Regions from separate parts of the Ovis aries genome. Here region 1 is linked to region 2. The links are chromatin contacts, called in public Hi-C maps. All regions are on one chromosome and are shown on one strand. Each heading gives the region's core, a stretch centred on a gene start, on an enhancer-like site or on the middle of the called end of the contact. The rest is flanking DNA. Distances are from core to core; before and after follow the strand shown. Region 1 overlaps RIN2 (Ras and Rab interactor 2). Region 2 overlaps RIN2 (Ras and Rab interactor 2).

The links. Hi-C and Micro-C count contacts between places; a contact is called where the count stands out from the background.
Region 1: a Hi-C map of hypothalamus shows a contact between it and region 2, with 4 times the contacts expected there. The contact joins two enhancer-like sites. A contact is called at or near these places in 8 of 16 Hi-C or Micro-C datasets (blood, hypothalamus, liver and 4 more).

What each region holds. Positions count from the first base shown.
Region 1 is chr13:39,111,929-39,115,779 of ARS-UI_Ramb_v3.0, reverse strand. All of the region lies in intron 8 of RIN2 (Ras and Rab interactor 2), which reads right to left. Among named protein-coding and RNA genes, the nearest start is that of NAA20, 32 kb to the left of the region's middle. Within about 2 kb of position 2,094, at least 31 of the 54 cell types and tissues checked have an H3K27ac peak or open chromatin away from gene starts, as enhancers often do. A contact at or near this core is called in hypothalamus, where this site is marked.
Region 2 is chr13:38,949,696-38,954,052 of ARS-UI_Ramb_v3.0, reverse strand. All of the region lies in intron 1 of RIN2 (Ras and Rab interactor 2), which reads right to left. LOC132657631 reads right to left here. Exons shown (of 2, transcript XM_060397507.1): 1 at 1,570-4,357; 2 at 1-1,529. Among named protein-coding and RNA genes, the nearest start is that of RIN2, 22 kb to the right of the region's middle. Within about 2 kb of position 2,107, at least 23 of the 54 cell types and tissues checked have an H3K27ac peak or open chromatin away from gene starts, as enhancers often do. A contact at or near this core is called in hypothalamus, where this site is marked.

The DNA of each region.
Region 1 (3,851 bases), core at 845-3,344, 160 kb before region 2:
CCCAAGAAGTGAGATTGGTGAAAATAAACAGATAAACCAGAGGAGACCAGGGCTGAATCCAATCTCCCCTACCCACCAGCAGCATAACTCTCCACAAGTCACTTCATACATCTTGACCTCCATTCCTGAATTTGCAAAACAGAGCAAAATCTACACAAAGGTGAAAACCGTGAGTTGATCACACAGCTCAAAGGAATCACTGTGTTAACAAGGTCTTAGTAAACTAGTGAGCCCTTCATTTAGGAATATGTAAAACAGATCATTTAGACTCCATTTTCTTGCCAGAGTCCGAATCTGAACTAGCACATTTAAGGGGATTGGTTTTCTAATCATTAGGATCACATCCTTCCTCACAACTGGGCATGTGATGAGTTTCTTAGGTCACCTTCTGCTTTGGCTTGCCTTCCTCTTAATTTCAAAAGCCCAGCACATTCTCTGCCCTTTTCAAAACAGAATAATGGTTTCACTGATGAAGCAACAGATATGATGAAGCATCTCTTTCAATGCAAAAGCTTAAACAAAACAAACCAATAAAAAAGTGTGGCAGTGTGTCACACATCCGCAGACAGTGGCACTCTGAGCTTCCTCTACCAGCGGTGAGCCTACTATTCTAATTCCCTTGAATTTACAAATTAAATGTTTAAGTTAATTTTCATTGAGATATAATTGACAAATATAGTATTCCTATCAGGTGTATAATACAATTTAACAATGTTTTCCAATCTCCTTAGTTTCTTATGAGAAAATATGAACATAGGCACCAGCAGGGGAGAGGCTGCTGCTGCTGTTGCTAAGTCGCTTCAGTCGTGTCCGACTCTGTGCGACCCCAGAGACGGCAGCCCACCAGGCTCCACCATCCCTGGGATTCTCCAGGTAAGAACACTGGAGTGGGTTGCCATTTCCTTCTCCAATGCATGAAAGTGAAAAGTAAAAGTGAAGTCACAACTCCATGGACTGCAGCCCACCAGGCTCCTCCGTCCATGGGATTTTCCAGGCAAGAGTGCTGGAGTGGGTTGCCATTGCCTTCTCTGGCAGGGGACAGGGGTAAGGTTCAAAACACAGGGTTTAAAAAAAATAAATTGGGGTGGGGGGCTTCCTTGGTGGCTCAGTGGTAAAGAATCTGCCTGCCAATGCAGGAGACATGAGTTTGATCCCTGGTCCGGGAAGATCCCACGTGCTGCTGGACAACTAAACCCGTGTGCCACAACTACGGAGCCTGCACGCTAGAGCCTGTGCTCTGCAAAAGAAGCTGCCACAAGAAGCCGTGCACTGAAACTAGAAAGTAACCCCTGATTGCCACAACTAGAGAAGACCTGTGCAGCAACAAAAACCCCGCACAGCCAAATAAACAAAGTAAAAAAAAGTTGTTAATTTATAAGATTTTTTTAATGTGGACCTTTTTAAAAGTCTTTATTAACTTTGTTGCAATACTGCTTCTGTTTTATGTTTTGTGTCTCTGGCCACGAGGCACATGAGATCTTAGCTCTCCGACCAAGGGTTGAATTCCCTGGTGGTCCAGTGGAAGGCAACCACTGGGCCACCAGGGAAGTCCCCTCAAAAAAACAGGCTCTGAATCCAAAGAAGAAAGTTCAGAAGCTGCACAGGCTAGGCCGGTATAGCCCTGGACACCTGGCTCCAGCTGGCAGAACCCGGCCTTGCTCCAGGGCACACGGATGCCTGCTTCACAGGGCTGAGGCCAAGACCTACTGCCATCGCTGGGACAGGCAGCCTGGATGTCAGCTTCCCTCCTCCACAGGACCTTAGATTTTTAGATGGAAAGCTCTATCTTTCCAGAGCAGCAAAGCGTTTGTGTCAAAGACTGCTGGCCACATTCAAATCTGTTTTTGGAGAAGATGAGATCCGGGGCTCCAACCAAAAGCAATACCCTATCTGAACTGTCACCTTCCGGGAAGCTAGCAGGAGAGCTTCCCCCCCCCCCCCCCCACCTCCCGGAAGGACCGGCAGCTTCGGTCGGTGCTCACAGCATCGGCGGGGAAGGAAGGCAAAGCCTGGCTCCCCAGGGAGGAGCCTCGTCTCCGTGGGCTGTCTGGCACTGCGGCCACATAGCCTAGCGCTGACATCAGCGCCCGCCTGGCTCTCCGGCCGGTGCGGGGTCCGAGCCGGTCTCCCCTGAGAGGCAGGCTCTGGAAGGGCGGGGGCCGGACCGAGAGGGCCCGGGCTGCTCTTCCGTTGTCTCGAAGGCATGCTTTTCCATCCCCACGGCACATCCTGGGGCACATTCCTTCCAGCTTTCTCTCCAGCAGCCGGGCTCTAGCCACGCCCCACCCACCCAGGCGCAAGCCACAGGAAAACAAACAAGGCTTTGATTCCTTTGTGAGAAAATAAAAAAGCTGCTGAAACTCACTTCAAGGAGACGGGGAGAGAGAGAGGCGGGGAGACACCACCGGCAAACCACACGCTGTTTACTACTTTCCACAAACAGACCCAATCAGAAAGAAGCCGATTCCAGCTTTGCTTTATGAACGGCCTAGAAATGTTGGGTAGCTCTTTTTGACTGCTGCTGCCCAGTGAATGAGGTCTCTGAAATGTGTCCTTCAGAGTCAATCTTCTGAAGTTTAAAAAAAAAATCTCTTAAGACTCTAGCCCTGGAAAAAGAGAGGTCTTGCCAAATTCAATCTTCCCTTGGCCAAAGTAACTATTAGCAATTCAGCTCTCCAATGAGGTTAGAAAGAAAGTTATTTCCCCTTGACTTTGGAGAAAACACCTTTCAAGTGCCCTCCAAAATTTGATAATTATTTTTAAAGATACACAAAGCAAACTTGTCCATTTGACTTTTTTGTTTTTGCTTACTCCCAAACTTACTGAATTCTGTGATTAGAAGCCCGCAGGGCAGTTACCCTTTGGGGAGAAGGGGGACAGGGAGGGGTTCCCTGGGGACTTTGATGCTGTCACGTTCTGCTGCGCTGGTGCTTGCTCCCTGTGGCAACTCACCCAGCTGCACACCATGGCCTCTGCCCCCCTCTGAGGGTGAAAAAGGGCACTTTCCAACCAATACAGCACAACCACCCATGGCTTGCTGAGACGTACCTTCAGGAGACCCTCAATGCCCACACAGAGGACAAAATCAGGCAGGCAACCGGAATGGTCCAGCCCTGAACAGACCCATCTGCAGTTCCCATTAGTCGCTCCCCCAAAGGTATTGGAGCCTGATGCTCAGCCCCCAAGCCAGGTATATAACATGAAGTCAACTTCAAGAAGCTGTGTTTCTAGTTCAGATCAGCCCAGGGGGTGGAGTGTGTTGCTGTTTTGAATTCCGGAGAAACCACCAAGAGAACTAACACAGGATACATTGTCCTGCCAGGCCACGAGCTACAAATATATATATATATATATACACACACAAATATATATATATACACACACACACATACACAGCATATATATATATATATTTGGTCATTTTATTGAAGTATAGTTGATTTACAAAGTCCTATTAGTTTCAGGTGTATAGTAAACTGATTCATATATATATATATATATACAAAATATATATATATATAAATACAAAATATATATATATATATACACAAACACATCCTGGAGGAGGAAATAGCAACCCCACTCCAGTATTCTTGCCTGGAGAATCCCATGGAAAGAGGAGCCTGGTGAGCTATAGTCTGTGGGGTTGCAAAGAGTCGGACACAACTGAGCGCATATATCCAAACATATATAGATACACACATATGTATTCTTTTTCAGACTCCTCCCATATAGGTTATTACAAACTACTAAGTATATCAGTCCTTGTGCTATACAGTAGGTCCTTGCTGCTTACCTATTTTACCTACAGTGGGGTGTATTTGTTAATCCCAAACTCCTCATCTCTCCCT
Region 2 (4,357 bases), core at 858-3,357:
GAAAAGACCCTTATGCTGGGAAAGATTGAAGGCAGGAAGAGAAGGGGATGACAGAGGATGAGATGGTTGGATGGCATCACCAACTCAATGGACATAAGTTTTAGTAAACTCCCGGAGATGGTGAAGGACAGGAAAGTCTGGCGTGCTGCAGTCCATGAGGTCACAGAGTCGGACACAACTGAGCAACTGAGCAACTGAACAACAGCAAATGCACCTTTAAAGAATATAACACTTGGAAAGCACTTCGTGAACTATAAAATACAGCCTAACTTGTGGTCGTTCAAAGCAATTTGGAAACGTCTCTGAAGTTCTATATCTCTGAAATTCTGACATATTATCAATGGAGATGACACTCTCCTTGGCAAGTTTTATCTACTTAACAAATACCACTAGAGCCACCCTAGGAAAGTATTGGGGTAATTCTTAGAGTCTTTTTTAAATAGAAAACTTGGAAAGAAAAAACCATCACCAAGACTAGCCTTATAAACTGTTTCTCTTTGGAAGAGGCACTAAGTACAGCTGTGGGCAAGGAATATTTGCCTTGGGCTGCGGTTTAGGAAAGAAAACACAACAAAGTAGGAGCCAGGTGAAGGCCATGGCAAACCACTCCAATACTCTTGCCTGGAAAATCCCATGGACGGAGGAGCCTGGAAGGCTGCAGTTCATGGGGCTGCGAAGAGTCGGGCACGATTGAGCGACTTCACTTTCACTTTTCACTTTCTTGCATTGGAGAAGGAAATGGCAACCCACTCCAGTGTTCTTGCCTGGAGAATCCCAGGGACAGGGAAGCCTGGTGGGCTGCTGTCTATGGGGTCGCACAGAGTCCGACACGACTGAAGCGACTTAGCAGCAGCAGCAGGAGCCAGGTCACCGGTTACTCTGCTCTCTCTGGAAAGGATGGTCCCATGGACATCCCAATACAAGTCCATTCATGAAAGCTGAAGTTTATTTCTTCTAGGCTCAGCCAAGTCTCATTTCACATCTTCCTGGGTTTTGTCCATTTTAGCTCTGATTTTTAAAACTATCTTCGATGCAAGGTTGACATATATAAACATATCTGTGACAAATCTATATGTATGACAGCCTTGAATCAAGAATTTATAAAAAGAAAATGCTTATCTCAGGAAATTTAATAATGTTGGAACGCTATGTGCTATTATATTCTTTTTTGGGATGTATAGATGTGTTTCAGAGAAGGCAATGGCACCCCACTCCAGGACTTTTACCTGGAAAATCCTATGGATGGAGAAGCCTGGTAGGCTGCAGCCCATGGGGTCGCTAGAGTCGGACACAACTGAGCGACTTCACTTTCACTTTTCACTTTCATGCATTGGAGAGGGAAATGGCAACCCATTCCAGTGTTCTTGCCTGGAGAATCCCAGGGACGGGGGAACCTGGTGGGCTGCCGTCTATGGGGTCGCACAGAGTCGGATACGATTGAAGCGACTTAGCAGCGGATGTGTTTATGGAGAAGGAAATGACAACCCACTCCAGTGTTCTTGCCTGGAGAATCCCATGGACGGGGGAGCCTGGCAGGCTACGGTCCATGGGGTCGCAAGAGTCGAACACAACTTGGCGACTACACCACCACCACCAGATGTGTTTAGAGAGGGGTGAACATTTATCCCCTGAAGTGTTTTGATTCCCAAACTGTTTTCTTCTGTCCCAGCTCTGCGCATGTATTGCCTGCCACATTCTGTCCTTTTTGTAATGGATTTTCTTTCCTGGACCAGCAGTGAGCAGATACAGACAAGTGCCTCGGGTGGCTAACGAGGTTTCTCTAGGCACATGCGCCCTCTGCTGTTGCCATGGTGAAGTGCACTTTCTTTACAGCACAGAGAGCTCTCTGGGTGAGGGGGATTCTGCTATTCCAATACTAGTCTTTTTTTTTTTTTTTTTTTAATCTCTGCAGGACTCCTTTTACCCCATTCGCTGTACTTGCTACACATCATCTACAAGAGGAATGACCTTTCAGGGTTCCCTTCCTTCTGTTTTGAAGCCTCGGGTCCCACATGCATTCCAATATTTCCACCCAGGACAGGACTTGTCTGTCTAGGGTGATGTCTGGTTTGGGTCACCCCACACCCCCGAGAGTCCTGTCCTTTGCTCCAGATTTTCTCTGCTGTCTCTGCCCAGTGCTCCTGACAGGGATGGGCTCAGAGACGCCTGGCTGGACTTGGGTGTTTATCTCATTACTCACAGGAAGTCCTCCCCCGGTTTCAAACCCCACTTACTAACTCTGTGACTTGGGACAAGCTCACTTAACTTCTCAGAGCCTGTGTTTACTTGCCTGTAAAATGGAATCAAGGCACTCCTTTCACAACACTGTTCAGGGGCCCTGAATGGAGTGACGTCCATAAAGTTTCCAGCACAGTGGGACCTGTTTTTCTTTTAATCACAGCCTTTTCAAAAATTCTCATCAGAAAAGCTCTATTCAACTCAGGCTTTTTTTTTTTCTTTTATAACCACCCTCGGAAAAACCAAAAAAACAACATCTAGGAGCAAAACTATTTCTTTTCGGTCCCTGAATCCAGCTCCTCTGGGATCACTGTTATTCTCAGGCTTTTTAAATGTAACATTGTCCTCTGTGATTTCAAGAGCAAAAGGAGCAAGATAATGCTGTTTGGTTTTCTGCATTTTGTTGTTGTTGTTATTTAATTGGAAAAAAATTAGAAGAAGATCAGTTTGAAATTAAAGTAACCAACAGACCAGAAGCAACAAACTTTCAAAACAAAACACCAAATGGCCAAAAATAAGTCAGTCTTAAAAGTACAATTTACAAAATTGCATATTTCATAAAAACAAAAACATGAAATGCTTTTCCTTCTAGATTAGACTGTTTCCTCTCCAGAAAGAGGAGAAAAAAGCAACCAATGATGTGAGATTAAAACAAAACATAACTGTTATCCATCCCAGCAACAGGCTTCCCAGGTGGCTCAGTGGTAAAGAATCTGCCTGCCGATACAGGAGACTCAGGTTCAATCCCTGGATCGGGAAGATCCCGGGGAGGAGGAAATGGCAACCCACTCTAGTATTCTCACCTGAGAAATCCTACAGACTGAGGAACCTGGTGGGCTATAGTCCACAGAGTCACAAGGGATCAGACCTGACTGAGCAACTGAGTGTGCACACGCACGTGCGCACACACACACACCAGAAACATCTAAAGAAATGGCCCACAGGGCATCAAATGTGGAGTGTGTGAGCTGTAAAAACTTGGGCACATAATTTAACTTTTCTAGGACTCAGTTTCCCCTTCTGAAAGTTAGGTGCTATGAGTCACCAATTTGGGGGTCTTTTGCTATCTGAAGTTCCTTGTCTATATAAATGCTCATGAAAATTTAATTCACCATCTTGTCTGAATACCAATACTGTACCTGTTTTATAACACCTCTCAGGGAAGCAGGTTCATGCAGATAAGTCACAAATTTGTAAATGCCCAGGGCAGTAATACCCCTTGCATTTCGTCTCTTTAGGAGATAAAGTATCAAAGGAGACTTCATTTTTCCTCCCCTCAAAATAGAAATCTACTCAGCAACATCTCAGAGACATGATTTTTTCTTATCATTGAAAATATAGCTTCTATAGTATTATTTGCCTTTCTGGGAATTTCATTCGATTTGGAGGAAAATAATACCCTGTAAGACTGGATTGTAGCATGTGTCACTTGTAATCAGAGATTCCAAGCCTCCCAATATTCAATTATATTTTTGTCTGTTTTTAAGAGTGAAATCTGACTTTAAAAAAAAGTAAAAGCCTAGGGATGTTACAAAGCAAGGCTTTGCTCTCCTTGAGCATTTTCTTTGTTTATTCACAGTATTCTTAAGTCCATGTGGAATGACAACTGCACCAGAGCCATGAAAGATTTCATGTGAATAGGAAATCCCCCATCACAAAGAAGGTTGATTCCCAGCTGGACACAAATGCAAAGTTAGAGAAAATATTGGCAAATGTTCCTGCTGTGAGTCAAGATGCTGCAGTTTCATATCTAGCCGACAATTTATAAAAGCCTCTTTAATCCCTATAGTGCCATTTTAAAACGTGTGAAGACAGCAGAGGTCAGGTTTCAAGCCTTTTCCTCAGCGACATTGGGCTAGCGCGCCCCGGCTCTGCACTGGGGCAAAGACTCAGCAGACAGGTGAGCAGCAAAGCAAGGCAGCAGGGGCCAGGCGAGGGAATGGGAGGAGCTCCCTGGGCTCAGAAGGGAAGCGGGTGTGTGGACCTGGCCACCGGGGTGGAGGTCAGCCCCACTCCCGGAGTACAGCTCAGTTAGAGCTCCAGCCCCCTCGTCATCAGCGTCCTTCCCTGACCAGCTTCAACAGGATTTCCACAGCCTCTGCCTGCATCCTCAGTCCTT